Linked DNA regions of Oryza sativa: region 2 is linked to region 1. Evidence: chromatin contacts called from public HiCAR-type data. All regions are on one chromosome and are shown on one strand. The core of a region is the stretch at or near the end of the contact, and the rest is flanking DNA. Distances in the headings are between cores, read along the strand shown. Region 1 holds the start of LOC4334213 (zinc finger protein 1). Region 2 holds the start of LOC4334271 (probable LRR receptor-like serine/threonine-protein kinase At2g16250).

Region 1 (7,287 bases), core at 3,316-5,815:
GTACCTTATCTGAAACTCGAGCTTTCTTCTTCTGCCGTCCAAGATCTCCTCCATGGCCGGCCTGAGTCCTCCGCTTCGCCTGCGGCGCCGCGTCACGGAGTACTACTCCGGCGCCGTCATTGTCGCCGACGAGGAGGTTGAGGCCGATGGGCACGTCGGGCTCGCCGACGTAGTAGCAGCGCTCGCCGATGTAGCTGCCTTCGCCGGTGCCGGAGCTGCCGCTGCCGCTGCCGCCGCCGCCGTCCCCACTGAGAGGCGGCGGCCAGTAGCACGTGCCACGGTCAGGTTGCCAATGCACGGAGCTGCACGCTCCAATGCCACCTAGTGCATGGTGCTCGCCGTGATCAAGCTGGCCGTTCTGGCAAGGGTACGGCGCGGTGAAGAACTGCACCGCGATCTCCGACTTCTCTTCCGGCGCCGGCGTCCACTGCACCTGACCTGGTTGCTGCAGTTCGTCTTGTGACATTCTGCAATGCAGAGAAAACAATGGAGCTTTCTTTGATCTTGGAAACATGAAGCAAATGAACAGTGGATATGCTTTAGTATTTGTATGGTTGCTATGATCAAATTAGCATTTTCTGATACAGCTCAGGTAGCTACGTGTGCTAGCTTGGGAGTGGCACGTCTGAATGCTCACTGAATGGTACAAAAATCCAGCTTCCAGTTACATCTGAAAGAACAATGATATATAGATTTGTACATGATGAGAAAGATACGCGGGAATGCAAATTGGCTCTGATTAAGGAATGGTTCAGACAGTGTGAGAGCAACGAACTCGTGTGTGCCTGATCATCCAATAATTCTGCCAGTCTGAAGAACAAGTATTCCCTACATTGCAAACAAAATTTGGTCGGAGTAATTAACGAACGATCAGATCGTGGAGGGAAGTAATCGTCTTTCAGTTAAGTACTAAACTGCAAGAAGGGAATTGGGACAGTTGCATTGCATGGTTGATTCTAATACATCATTAGATACAGACTGGAGCCACAAGAAAGAAAAACTAGCTAGGCTGTATGTATTGCCATTAACTACACTGCAATGTTGGTGCTGTAATGTTGTATTGCATTTTTTTTTTCTCGTCACTTATTTTTCATTCTGGAAATAGTAGCTAGCAAGTGTTTTTCAGACATCATGGCTAAATTCATTCGACTAGCTGTACTTGTAGGTGTGTGCTAGTAGTACATACATAGCTGTGAGCGTTGGCAGCACGTCCACATGTTGACAGTCTTGCAAGCTGCAGCTAGAGCTGGAGACTGTAGCTGTCACAATACTCTTCTCCCCGCAGTTTTCAATGGCACCCGATACGGCAAGCAATATCAGTCACATGTAACTAGCTAGAAAATGTTACTACACCGGCCAGACAACTGTATGCCTAACCAGCTAGACCAGCAAGTTTAATCAATTCAACTAGCTGGCGACACGTGTATGCTTTCAGGCAATCAAGCAAAGGTTGCTTAAGAAGAGCACTGTAAGCGAGTTCTCGATCTGCTGTGTGGCCATGAAATAAAGTTGATGTTTTGATGGATAGAAAATATAATAGCGCTAGCATAGCCATGCTTGAAGCCTTGACATGCCTGCTGAGCTAGCTGATGAAGGTGTAACCTGGTGCTGACTGCTAAGCTTGCTTTCGCAATAATCTTTTCAGTTTGTCCTAATTAAAAAACAAGGGTACAATGCGTTTTTTCAGGGAAGCGACAGCGCGGCACCGACGAGTAACGAACCAGATTCTGTCTCATGACAGTAGCTTGGAACTAAAGAAGCCGGCGATCGGTCGATGGATGGGAAGGTTTCAGACTCTCATCAGTGTAGCCAACCAACCCCCCAAAAAACATTAACCTTTCCCTGTTTCTGTTATAGGTAGTTAGGTGCAGGTGCTTTATCAATTGCTACCCCCTGCTATATAGCTCACCACACTCACCAGCCTCATGCCAACCGGGCAACCACCGCTGGCTCAGATTCGCGCCGTCGTCGTCGCCGCTCGCAACGCTCGTAACGCTACGTCGCCCACGCATCGATCGCGCACAGCACAACCGGGATGACTGATGAGCTTGTACTGGCACGGCACGGCAGTGGCACGGGCGAGGGGTGGTTGCAGGTTGGTTACTGGTTAGGCTGGCTGCTGGCCACACTGATCGAATCACGCACGCACTGATGATTATATTCCTCCTCTCTCCGGCGCCTCTCCCAGATCCAATCGACCGCCATGTGTGGTTAGGCGAGCCGCCCGCCTGCCCAATCGCGTACTCCTACGTACTTGCGTAGGTGTACGTACGTAAGCGCGCGACTGCGTCGGCGAAAGCTAGTTAAGCACAAGAAACACGTGGTGGGAGAGGGAGGAATTAACGGCGAGAGGTGAGCGCGCGGTGCGCCCACCCCACGCCGCGCGTATCGTATCAATCCCGGGGCGGGGGCACAAGCGAGAGACGGGGACGTCTCGCTTGCCCCGCCTCGCGCGGGGGACGGACGCGACGCGACGCAACGCACGGCATGCGCCCGGTTGATACATACACATCTCGCGCTGAAATCTTTTGCTCGCCTCTGTGGAAAAGTCCATGACTCCACGGCCGCCTGCACGGACGGAGCCGACGAGAGGGGAGGCGACCACGCGACCGATCGACCCAGGAGGAGATGGAGATGATCGCGTTGCTTCGTGTGATCCGACGTGTGGGGTGGCGTCTGCCGCGGTTTTTTGGGGTGCCACTCGGCCCGTGGGCAAAAAAACGCCCAGTAGTTATCCTGCAAGTGTACTGTGTGTGTGAGTGTTTTATCTAGAGAAGCGACGTGTTAGGTGCGGCCGGTCTCAACGTGCGTGACGTATCCGGTGGGATGAGAGCTTGCGTACGTTGCATCATGCATATAGCAAGTGTGTAATAGGATATGGCCCGGTAGTAATGTAGTGTAGTGTAGCGTGGGATGTGTGCCTCCATGCACAACAACAATTATATGATATATATAGCAGTCTGTTAGCTTATTATGTATGCAATGCCCAACAATACGATGATTGCGGCACGGTGGGCTAGTGGCAACTATAGAGCAAGTGGTGCCACTCCAACACAGCCATGTTGTCTATTTACTGACACAAGGGCCCATGCATCAAAATGGAATCAGAACCACATAACTGTTGTGGCATCAACAGTGTGTCCACAAACTGCCCCGAAAGAAAAGAAAAAGAAAATGTGTCCACACACAGTTAGCGACGGATAGAGCGGTGCCACTAGTGCTAGTGGCGCTCTAACTTATAACTGAGTGCATCAACGTTAAACGATGCGACAGTGACCTACCTAATCGGACCAGGTATAGCTGCTGGGTGCAGAAGATCCCGGCTGCCGATGGCAACCTCAGCGGCTGAGCCGACGGAAACTCACAGTCGATCAGTTATTTTTATTTGACCCCAAAAGGAGACCAGCCTGTTGGAATCTTCCATGAACGCACCACTTCCGGCCCAACTCCATTTGCCATTTTGCCTGGTTTGGGTCTGACTTGCTATCGGGTCGGAGCAATCGTGGATCGGAGCCGGAACCGTCTAGCTAGTGATCAGCACGAGGGCGATGACCACTTCGGCTGTGTCATTAGGCATGTGCTAATTAATAGCCCGCGGGGTTGAACCACTATTATCCATTTGACCCTCTGTCTTTTTCACACTATCACTCACGGTTTCTTCCTCTTTTATTCTCAGAAGTGTGGTAAACTTTGAAGCAACTACTCCTATACCTATATAGAGCCTTTCTCCACGCGTTGATAATTTTGGCCATTCCTAATCTGCAAACAGATCATCTACTCGCAGGAAGTAACCTAATATAGTAGGATAATACAAGTATATAGTCTTGCTCATCATCTCATCCAATCCATGCCACAAAAAAAAACTGACTGTGATGGTTTGCCAGTGTCCCGATTCAGATATTAGGTGTCAAAATCTGAACGGTTGCGTAGTTAATCTCTTAACCCAGCTCCAACTTGGCCACTCCAGTGTGCGGGCGGAAGTGTCGTTACCGGGGCGGGTACGCTTTGCACGCCAAACCCAAAGCCACCCGCAACAACCGACGACGACGACGACCGCTTCGCCACAGTCCACAGGCCACGGCGCGCGCAGCCTACTCAGTCCTCACTCTCCCCACCTCCCACGCAGCCACACTAGCTCCACTCAACTTGCGCTTCCCTTTGGCTTGCCCTCCCATCCCCGTGTCTTCCCAACCACGTTGACCACGACTTTTTCGTTGTGGCCTCGCCTCCTCCTCTTCCTCCACTCCACCACCCACCCGCCCGGCCGAACCAGCCAGCCAGCAAGCCAAGCCCACCCAATCACCCCAACCGCCTCACTCCTTCGCCGCCACTCCACCGGTCTCACGGTCGCTGCCACCCCGTCCCCACGACGACACGCCCCCACCCGTCACCCTCTCGCGCCCCGCCGCGTGCGCGCCCACGCCGCAACCACCTCGCTTGCCTTGCCCCCACCTACGACGCAACTTCCCACGTCTTCTCTTCTCTCCTCCTCCGCACACTCTCGCTCGCGCCTCACCCCTCCCCACTGCTTTAAAACTACCTCACATCTCACTCCCTCCACTCCGCACACCACACCACACCACACAGCAACCAGCCAGCTGCCACACTAGCTTGAGGCGAGCGAGCGAAGCTTAGCTAGCGGATATAACAAGTCGTCGATCTGCTTGCTGCTTTTGTGAATTGCGGTGGAAGCATGTCGAGCGCGTCGTCCATGGAAGCGCTCCACGCCGCGGTGCTCAAGGAGGAGCAGCAGCAGCACGAGGTGGAGGAGGCGACGGTCGTGACGAGCAGCAGCGCCACGAGCGGGGAGGAGGGCGGACACCTGCCGCAGGGGTGGGCGAAGCGGAAGCGGTCGCGCCGCCAGCGATCGGAGGAGGAGAACCTCGCGCTCTGCCTCCTCATGCTCGCCCGCGGCGGCCACCACCGCGTCCAGGCGCCGCCTCCGCTCTCGGCTTCGGCGCCCCCGCCGGCAGGTGCGGAGTTCAAGTGCTCCGTCTGCGGCAAGTCCTTCAGCTCCTACCAGGCGCTCGGCGGCCACAAGACGAGCCACCGGGTCAAGCTGCCGACTCCGCCCGCAGCTCCCGTCTTGGCTCCCGCCCCCGTCGCCGCCTTGCTGCCTTCCGCCGAGGACCGCGAGCCAGCCACGTCATCCACCGCCGCGTCCTCCGACGGCATGACCAACAGAGTCCACAGGTGTTCCATCTGCCAGAAGGAGTTCCCCACCGGGCAGGCGCTCGGCGGGCACAAGAGGAAGCACTACGACGGTGGCGTAGGCGCCGGCGCCGGCGCATCTTCAACCGAGCTCCTGGCCACGGTGGCCGCCGAGTCCGAGGTGGGAAGCTCCGGCAACGGCCAGTCCGCCACCCGGGCGTTCGACCTCAACCTCCCGGCCGTGCCGGAGTTCGTGTGGCGGCCGTGCTCCAAGGGCAAGAAGATGTGGGACGAGGAGGAGGAGGTCCAGAGCCCCCTCGCCTTCAAGAAGCCCCGGCTTCTCACCGCGTAATTCAGCAGCTGCATGGATCCGATCCGTCAGAGAGTTTTTGTCTAGGGAGTGAAATTCAGTCGAAACACACTATTCGTTGATTCGTTTTGTGCCGCTATTGTTTAATTTGTTCCTGCTTTTGTACAGAGCAAGCGAGTGATACATAGCCATACATACAGTCATACAGATATAGGTCTAGCTCTTCCTTGGTTCTTTGTAACACTGGAACTGTACCTGTATCTTTTACACTTTGTTCTTTGACAGTCATATATTGTAGACCATATTCGACCATACTTGGATTGTGTTTAGTTCAGCGTAAAGTTTGAATTTTGGTTGAAATTGAAGATGATGTGACTGAAAAGTTGTGTGTGTATGACAGGTTGATGTGATGAAAAAGAACCAAAGTTTGGATCCAAACTTTAGATCTAAACACAGCCTTGGAGATTGATTCGTGTGCAGTACTACAGTACGCTGTAACATAAACACAGATTGATTTCATGATCATATCTGCACAGAACCGAAACACCTCAGTCTCCCTTGCTTACAGACACGGTAAGAAACAGGAGCCTCTAGTTGATCAATTCACAACACAGAACAGAAGCAGAGAAGTGCACTCAACCTAACCCCCTTGTGCCAACCGCCAAGAGCTGCCAATCTAGACCGTTCTTGATCACGTATTCGGTGACGTGAAATCCGGATTAATTAACTGTTATTCCACCGTCTGATTTAGTTGGGGTCGGCCGTGGAGTGACATGTAACAGCTACCGTACCCTCCGGGGTTGGGAACGGACAAACCCCGGCTGGTTTTGCAGCTTTGGGAACGCCGATCGACGGCGCCCACTGGGGTAGTAGAGTAAGGAGAGGGAGGGAGGTGGTGGAAAGGCCGCGACAGCGACGGCGGGCGGGCGGCTGTGCGTTGATAACTTCACGCTTGCCGACCTGCCCGCGCGCGCGCGGTGGATGGATGGATGGATGGAACCGATCGCTTTCGACGAACAGCCGCCCGGGCGCACCGCGGCCGCCCGCATGGTTGGAATGGAACGGAAATATACGGAATGGATGAGGGCCGAGTTGGGCTTTCCGCCTCGTGCTGCCCCGATGCTTCTTCCGCTTGGCTGGCTTTGCTTGCCCGCGTACGAGGCGCGCGTTGAAGCGTCGACGGGGTTGGGCAGACGCGATGTACGTATCTACGCGGGGCATGTTTCACATGGCGTGGCGCGGGTTTCGTGCGAGACCCGGCGGTGCACACGTCTTCCGGGGGATTCGGGGTGTGCTCGTTCTAGACGTGATCTTGAGCTGACGACACGGTGATGGCATATGCTACTCCTACCCTTTTTTCTTTTAACAGGAAGTTGCTGCTGCCACGACGGGACGGAATTGGTGCGATACTAGAAGCATGTTTGGATGTTTCGTTCTACTTTTACCCATTCAAGGGGCGACGCATCCGTTTCCTTTCTCGGCTGAGCCAAGTCCAACACTCAAACCCGCTGCAACGCCTGCCTTCCTGGACGTTGCACTGCCAGTGCAGTGAGTTTTGTTTTTGCGACGGCTGGTGATCACATTCACATAGGCCGCGGCTCTTTGCAATTCCTTCCGTACGTGGCCTTGCTCCGGTTCCTCCTCTGTGCGCCGCGCGAGATCTCCTCGGGCGGCTGCTGCCATCTCACGCCCGGCGCCGCGGCGACCCCGCGATTTCTCGCCTGGCCACGCTTTCACTTCCACAGTTTCTCTCACCCACGCGGCTTCTTGCTCGGCCTGGACTCCAAACTCCAAGCCTAGGTGCGTTCCTTCGAAAATTGCATGGG
Region 2 (6,893 bases), core at 3,390-5,889, 440 kb before region 1:
ATACTGAATTTTTAAAGAAATTTAAGAATGATTCCATTTACAACCCAGTTATAGTTAGATGTACAGTAGTTACATCTGTAACTTTTGTTATTTCTCACTGTAACTGACTATAGATAGATAACTCTTTATATATTTGTAACATAATTTAGAGTTTGTTATAATTGGGGAAATGTTTTAATGTCGCAGTATAAGTACTGAATTTTTTAAGAAATTTAAGAATGATTCCATTTACAGCCCAGTTACAGTTTAGATGTACTGTAGTTATATATGTAACTTTTGTTATTTGTAACTGTAACTGACTATAGATTGATAGTTTTTGTTACGAGTTTTTCTGAAAAAGTTACATACTTTTAACTACTTGATCTAAAGAAATTTCCTATTCCAAGCACTTTTCTCCAAAAGAAATTCACTATTCCAAGTGCTTTTCTCCAATATTTTTACAGAACTGAGTTGTTTTTGTTTGATTTAAAAGATGACTGGCAGAATATGGTGAAGTCAATGGGGAAAGGTAAAGGTGGATTTTGTGCTAGGTAATTTGTTACCTGGAAGATTATGTCTTGTTGATTTCAACTTCTTGACCTCAATGTTCTTGGTAAGAATTTGCTTCTTCTTCTTTTTCTCGTTCTCCTCACTGTCTATGGCGTGCTCGATTTGTTTTGCTCGATCTAGGGGATTTGTGCGAACTGGTGTGGTCTCCCTGTGTTATTTTGTTTTTTTCTAACCTTTATTGGATGTGAAGTTGATCATTATGGGCCATGATGTATTTTGCAGTTATGGCCTGTATAATTTTTTGTATTGTTCTATGGGCTAGAATTCGAGCCCATGTAGTTTTGTGATCTGACTAGTCAGAGAAAAAAATATGTAGCATTTTTTGTGTCCTTTGGATCTTAATCTAACGGTAGGAAAAAATCTGGGTGATTTTGACCCAAGGATTTGTCGACAAAGACATAGCTAGTTCCTTTCCCTTGTAGTATTACTCCATTATTAAAAAAAAATGGAAATACATGGATAACGAGCGAGTGCTTCGGTTTCGTACATGATGGGCTCTGTATGAGATTTGGACATTGCGGAGGGGACAAAGAAATTGGTCAGGGCATCAGGCCCAGAAAAGTTAGATGGGCTCAACTATAGGCCACTCTAAACTAAAAGTCAGGTGGGCTTGGCACAGATTTTTCCTTTTCGTTTTATGCTTGCTTGGTTGTTCTACGACTAATAACAATTAACACGAAAATGCCAGGCGTCAAATGCCCGATGGGCCCGAGAAAAATCGGGCGCCGCGCAGCCCGCGCCAGGCGTCTCCACCACGTGCGTCCAGTTGCAACAGTCTTCCGGATATAACGGAAACACCATATTAAGCGAATCCGTTTTATTTTTTTTCCACCAATAATATTGCAATAATCTTGTTTAACTGGTCCTTATACAACAACAATCCCTCGTATCCCTTATCATAATTGTACTATTGAAACATACATCCACTTGTTTTTGACCACGATCATGAAGAAACCGCATTGGAGAAGAGTGGATCTATCCCACCCTAACACCGTCTCGCCATCCCTCAACATTTACTTTGTGCTGTTGTCCATAGAGAGGGTATGCAATTTTCAAAAGTTTTATGGTCATATTTTAGGAGTTCAAGTTCGTAGACTATTTATAAATGGATTGAGACCCTATTTATATGGGAATAAAATTTTTAAATCCCTATCACATCGGATATTTAGACACTAATTATAAACATTAAACGTAGACTATTAATAAAACCTATTCATAATCTTAGACTAATTCGCGAGACGAATCTATTTAGCCTAATTAATACACGATTAACTTATGTGATGCTACAGTAAACATTCTCTAATTATAGATTAACTAGGCTTAAAAAATTTGTCTCGCAAATTAGTTTTCATTTATGTAATTAGTTTTGTAAGTAGTCTATATTTAATACTCTAAATTAGTGTCTAAATACAGAGACTAAAGTTAAGTCTCTGGATCCAAACACCAGACTGGAGCCTAGTACTACCTCCATATTTTAATGTATGACGTCGTTGACTTTTTATCTAACGTTTGACCATTCGTCTTAATCAAAAAATTTATACAACTATCATTTATTTTATTGTGACTCGATTCATCATTAAATGTTCTTTAAGCATGATATAAATACGTTCATATTTATACGAAAAATTTGAATAAAACAAGTGGTTAAACGTTGGTCGAAAAATCAACGGCGTTATATATTAAAATACATAGGGAGTATCAGATAACCATGCTCAGACAGAAACCATGTGTTGGAGCACCCAATGTTTCGCGGTCGTTATGGGATTCTCATTATCTGCAGATGATCCCTGTCCTCGCGGTCGTACTAGTCCTCAAACAACAACTTTGCACCGTACTGCTGCGTTCGGTAGTACGAGTGTACGAACAATATCGACATCAAACCGTTGCCACTCCCACACGTATCGCTTGGCCGCACGAACGCGTACACAAGCCTAACGCAACACGCCCATGTGTGTAACTGTACCACACTGTTTAGACTGGTCCATGGGCCAGCCAATGCCATCCCCACGAACGAAAAATAGTTTTTGACCGGTCCGGAACGTCCTTTTTAGCCTGCCGTGTCACGTCTTAAAGCTCTTAATTATCCGATCACGAGAAGGGAATACAAAAACACACACAAACACGCATAATATGAACGAGCAGTATTGCGACCGTGACGCGCAGGATGGAATTCCAGGTAAAACTACAAGGTAGGAGTCGCAGATTGCAAGCTTGACTCGACCACTCCGGTCACTGGCCTAGCTGTAGCTAGCTTGCTGACGCTCACGTCTAGTAGTACTGGTCGGCTGCTGGCCGAGAGGGGCACTGCTGCCGACGTGACATACGAAGCTTCTTTTATCGATGATATATATAGGTAGACCGTCCCTCTTATTTAATAAATTAATAAAAAAATAAAAAAATTAGTCACATGAAATATTATTCATATTTTATCATCTAATAACAACAAAAATACTAATCATAAAAAAATTTTCTAATAAGACGAACGGTCAAACATTGAACATAAACAATACAAAACTACACTTATTTTAGAACGATAGTACTGCTACTCCTCGTCCTGAAATAAATAAACTGATATAAAATAAGATACTCCCTCCATTTCAAAATGTTTGACACCGTTGACTTTTTAGCACATGTTTGACCGTTCGTCTTATTCAAAAATTTTTATGAAATATGTAAAATTATATGCCTACATAAAAATATATTTAACAATGAATCAAATGATAGGAAAAGAATTAATAATTACTTAAATTTTTTGAATAAGACGAGCGGTCAAACATATGCTAAAAAGTCAACGGCGTCAAACATTTCGAAACGGAGAGAGTATATTTTACTAGTAGTATTATAAATCTGAATAATTTGATTTATTTTGGGTTAAAAGGAATACATGTTTAGGTTCGTGCACCCATGTTTAGTCGTAAACTAGCTGCACTAGTATTTTCCAGACACTGTTGTGTTGGGAGTATTCCGTACAAAAGTAGGTGTTTAATGAAATATAACTAGAATTGTAACTGGTGAAGAGTTGATTAGAGTTGATGCCTTTGGTGTTGTGTCAGCGTGCGCGTCTCACTCTCACCCCTGTCGGCATTTGGAGTGGCCAATCATGCAAGCGTCCATGTACACAAACAATCTCGACGACCCAGGTGAAGACTTGGACCGGGCAGCGGCCTTCACAACTTGGATCATTCGGCGACACGGCGCATCAAAATCATTCGTCGACTGACAGCTATATGCTCGGACATACTATATGCGCACACACAACAAACGGAATTTACCACAAGTCGCTCGAGTGGTGAGTTTGGAATTCTTGCTAGATATAGCTAGCTTCAGCCGGTAACGAAAATAAGTAATCGTTTCTTCCATTGCTACTTTTCCACGTGCAGTTGCCAGGTTGTGAACTTATCATGTTGCTCTCTCGAGTCGCCGTCGTAGACTGAGTAAGAGTAACATATACACTCGTGTGCTAGACATTTTGAACGATTTTCTTAGAACAGGTGGAGCAAATTACTCTTTAAAGAAGATATATAAAGTGTCAAGTAAAATGACAGCTATCTATAAAACCATACGAAATAAGTGGAGCAAATTACATAAGTGTAAATGTTTATAACATTTCGAAGAAAATAACCTCGAGCGAACACGATGACACGACGAGCGGCACGCTTCCTCTTATCGTGTGTGTAAAACTGATCGAGACGCCACCTTCGTGAGCTTTCCTTTCCGAAAACGACACGAGCCTAAAAAAAGGCGAAGTGGGATGCGAGAGAACATTCCGTATCGCGCACTAGTAAAGAGTGGGTCCCACAGACAAGGCGACCTAAACGTGGGCCCCACAGACCCCATGGCCCACGTGCCAGTGACGCAGCGGCACACGCGGGGGGTGGGAATCCAGTCCGGTCAGACTCCACCATCTGTCGTTTAGAACCTCCCAGTGGGGCCCACTTGGCAGTGAAGTGGGAGGGCCTCGCAGTGGGGTCCACTTGGCAGTGAGGAGGAGTGGGGGGATGGTGGTCTCCACCCGCGTCCCCCCGCGGGCTCCGCGTGGTCAACTCGCCGGAAGCCGAAATAGGCAGGCAGGAGGCCGCCCAAAAAGGCGAACACCTTGCGCGCACCACGCCACCACCTCCACCTCCACTTCGCTCGCTCCCGCTCTCGCCATGGCCGCCGCGCCCGCGCCATGAGGTGGCCGCCACCGCCACCGCCACGCCACTCCTCTCCTCTACCCTGCCGCGCGGTGCTGTTTCCTCGTCCGTCCCCATGCTCCCGCGCTGCCTCGTCGCCGTCGCGGTTCTCCTGCTCGTCGCGTCCCACGCCGCGCGGGGGGAGGAGCGGCGGCGGCTGCTGCTCGCGAGGCAGGACGTGCTCGCGCTCCACGGCCTGCGCGGGTCGATCGGGGTGCGGGCGGAGTACTGGCCGGTGAAGCGCTATCCCTGCAGCTGGACTGGCGTCGTGTGCCGCGCCGGGCGCGTCGCGGAGCTCCGTCTCACCGGGCTCCGCCGCACCCGCGCGGGTGCACGGAGCCAGGGGTTCACCGTCGACCCGCTGCGGGAGCTCACGGCGCTCGAGGTTTTCAACGCCTCGGGGTTCCCGCTCCCTGGTCGGATCCCGGCGTGGTTTGGCACCGGCCTCCCGGCGTCGCTGGAAGTCTTGGACCTCCGCTCCACCTCCGTCAATAGCACGCTTCCAGCCGATCTTGGCATGTCCGGGAACCTGACGACCCTTGACCTCGCCGGTAATAGCATCTCCGGCTCGATTCCGGCGACATTGTTCCTCATCAAGGGCCTCAAATTTCTCGATCTTTCTGACAACAATCTCACCGGGGAGCTACCAAACGTGTCTATCTCTGCCGGTGATGGAACCGGAGTTTTCAACGCTTCCGGGAATTCGTTGTACGGTGCCATTGGAGATGTGCTTGGGCCCCTCAGGAAGAGATTTCGTCAGGTTGATTTGTCGAGAAATTACTTCACTGAGGTGATTGGAACTGGATTTGGGAACAGCTCCGATGGAGCAGTGGACATAAACATGAATTGCTTGTCCGGATCAAGCCAGCGAAGCCAGGGGGATTGTGAAGCATTCTACAAGAGGATTGGTGTTTCATTGCCAGAGCCACCAAATGCATTGCCATCACCAAGCAAGAAAGGGGTGAAGTGGAAGTATGTACTTGCCGGAGTCCTGGCAGCCGCAGCATTTTTGGTGGTTCTTTTCCTTGTAGCATTAGTGTTCTGCTTGATGAAGAGTGGGGGACGGCGACCGAGAGGAAGAGGGTTGGAGCAGAATGAGGAAGGGATTCGTTCGGGGCGCAGGAGTAGCAGCGTTAATCCTGTGATGCTGTCATCCATGGCAGCATCACCGGCAGCAAATGGTGCTGTGAAAGGTCTGCCTACCATTGTAGATGAGTTCACCTATGAGCAGTTGCATAATGTTACTGGGGGTTTTGGGGATGACAATCTTGTCAAGCATGGGCACTCTGGGGCCATTTACCTTGGTGAACTGGAGAGTGGCTTCAATGTTGTTGTCAAAAAGGTTGATCTGAAGAGCAGTAATAAGAACTTGGGGGAATTGGGCTTCCTTGCAAAGAATTCCCATGGGAGGATTGTTCCATTGCTGGGGCATTTGGCCACAGATGAGGAGGAATTGCTGGTCTACAAGTACATGGCAAAGGGAGACTTGACTTCCGCATTGCACAGGAAGTCAGTGGATGCTGAGGAGGGGCTGCGCTCGTTGGATTGGATAACAAGGCTGAAGATTGCCATTGGTGTTGCTGAGGCATTGTGCTTCCTGCACGATGAGTGTAGTCCACCATTGGTTCACAGGTATGCCTAGTGATATTATTGGCCTGTTAGCTAATTTGCTAATATAATGTGCAGCTGATTGGTTTATAGTTAGTGAAAATATTTTAATTGCAAAAAGCATATGATAACTGTGCTAAGAAAAGTTTGAACATTAACGCCATCATAAAAAAGAGCGCGGAAGTTCCACATGTTATTTAGCTCACATGAATTGCCAATTTAATGAAGAAGCTGCACTGATTATGGCAAGTGCGTGAGTGAAAGAAACAGGACAATTTAATATATTAATTTAAAACTGTTTCTAGTTACACATTTGATAGTCTTCTACTTAGCCTCTTGTGGCCCTATTGCATCAGTTGGCCCACTATTTCTTTTCTAAGAAGTATAGCTGAAAGGGGAAAACAATATGTGCGAAGCTTCCCTGACAAACTGTTTACTTGTGAGGACATGAAATCCCACATTTAAAATATAATATTATACGGACTATTTCACCAAGTTGCATTGGATCCATATCAGCACTACCAATACTATCTGACTGTACTTAATTGATTTTTAATGATT

What was found. HiCAR-type assays count read pairs that join an accessible place to other places.
Region 2: a contact with region 1 is called in a HiCAR-type map of leaf, with 2.6 times the contacts expected there. The contact joins the promoter of LOC4334271 here to the promoter of LOC4334213 in region 1.

The regions. Positions count from the first base shown.
Region 1 is chr3:32,574,446-32,581,732 of ASM3414082v1, reverse strand. It overlaps LOC4334213 (zinc finger protein 1), which reads left to right and starts at 4,565. Exons shown (of 1, transcript XM_015777827.3): 1 at 4,565-5,773. The coding sequence starts at 4,694. The coding sequence ends at 5,503. It overlaps LOC107276337 (transcription factor bHLH84), which reads right to left and starts at 2,985. Exons shown (of 6, transcript XM_066308990.1): 1 at 1,919-2,985; 2 at 5-467. The coding sequence starts at 466. It overlaps LOC136355835 (a long non-coding RNA gene), which reads left to right. Exons shown (of 2, transcript XR_010740325.1): 2 at 44-2,117.
Region 2 is chr3:33,017,399-33,024,291 of ASM3414082v1, reverse strand. It overlaps LOC4334271 (probable LRR receptor-like serine/threonine-protein kinase At2g16250), which reads left to right and starts at 4,639. Exons shown (of 4, transcript XM_015777043.3): 1 at 4,639-6,356. The coding sequence starts at 4,801.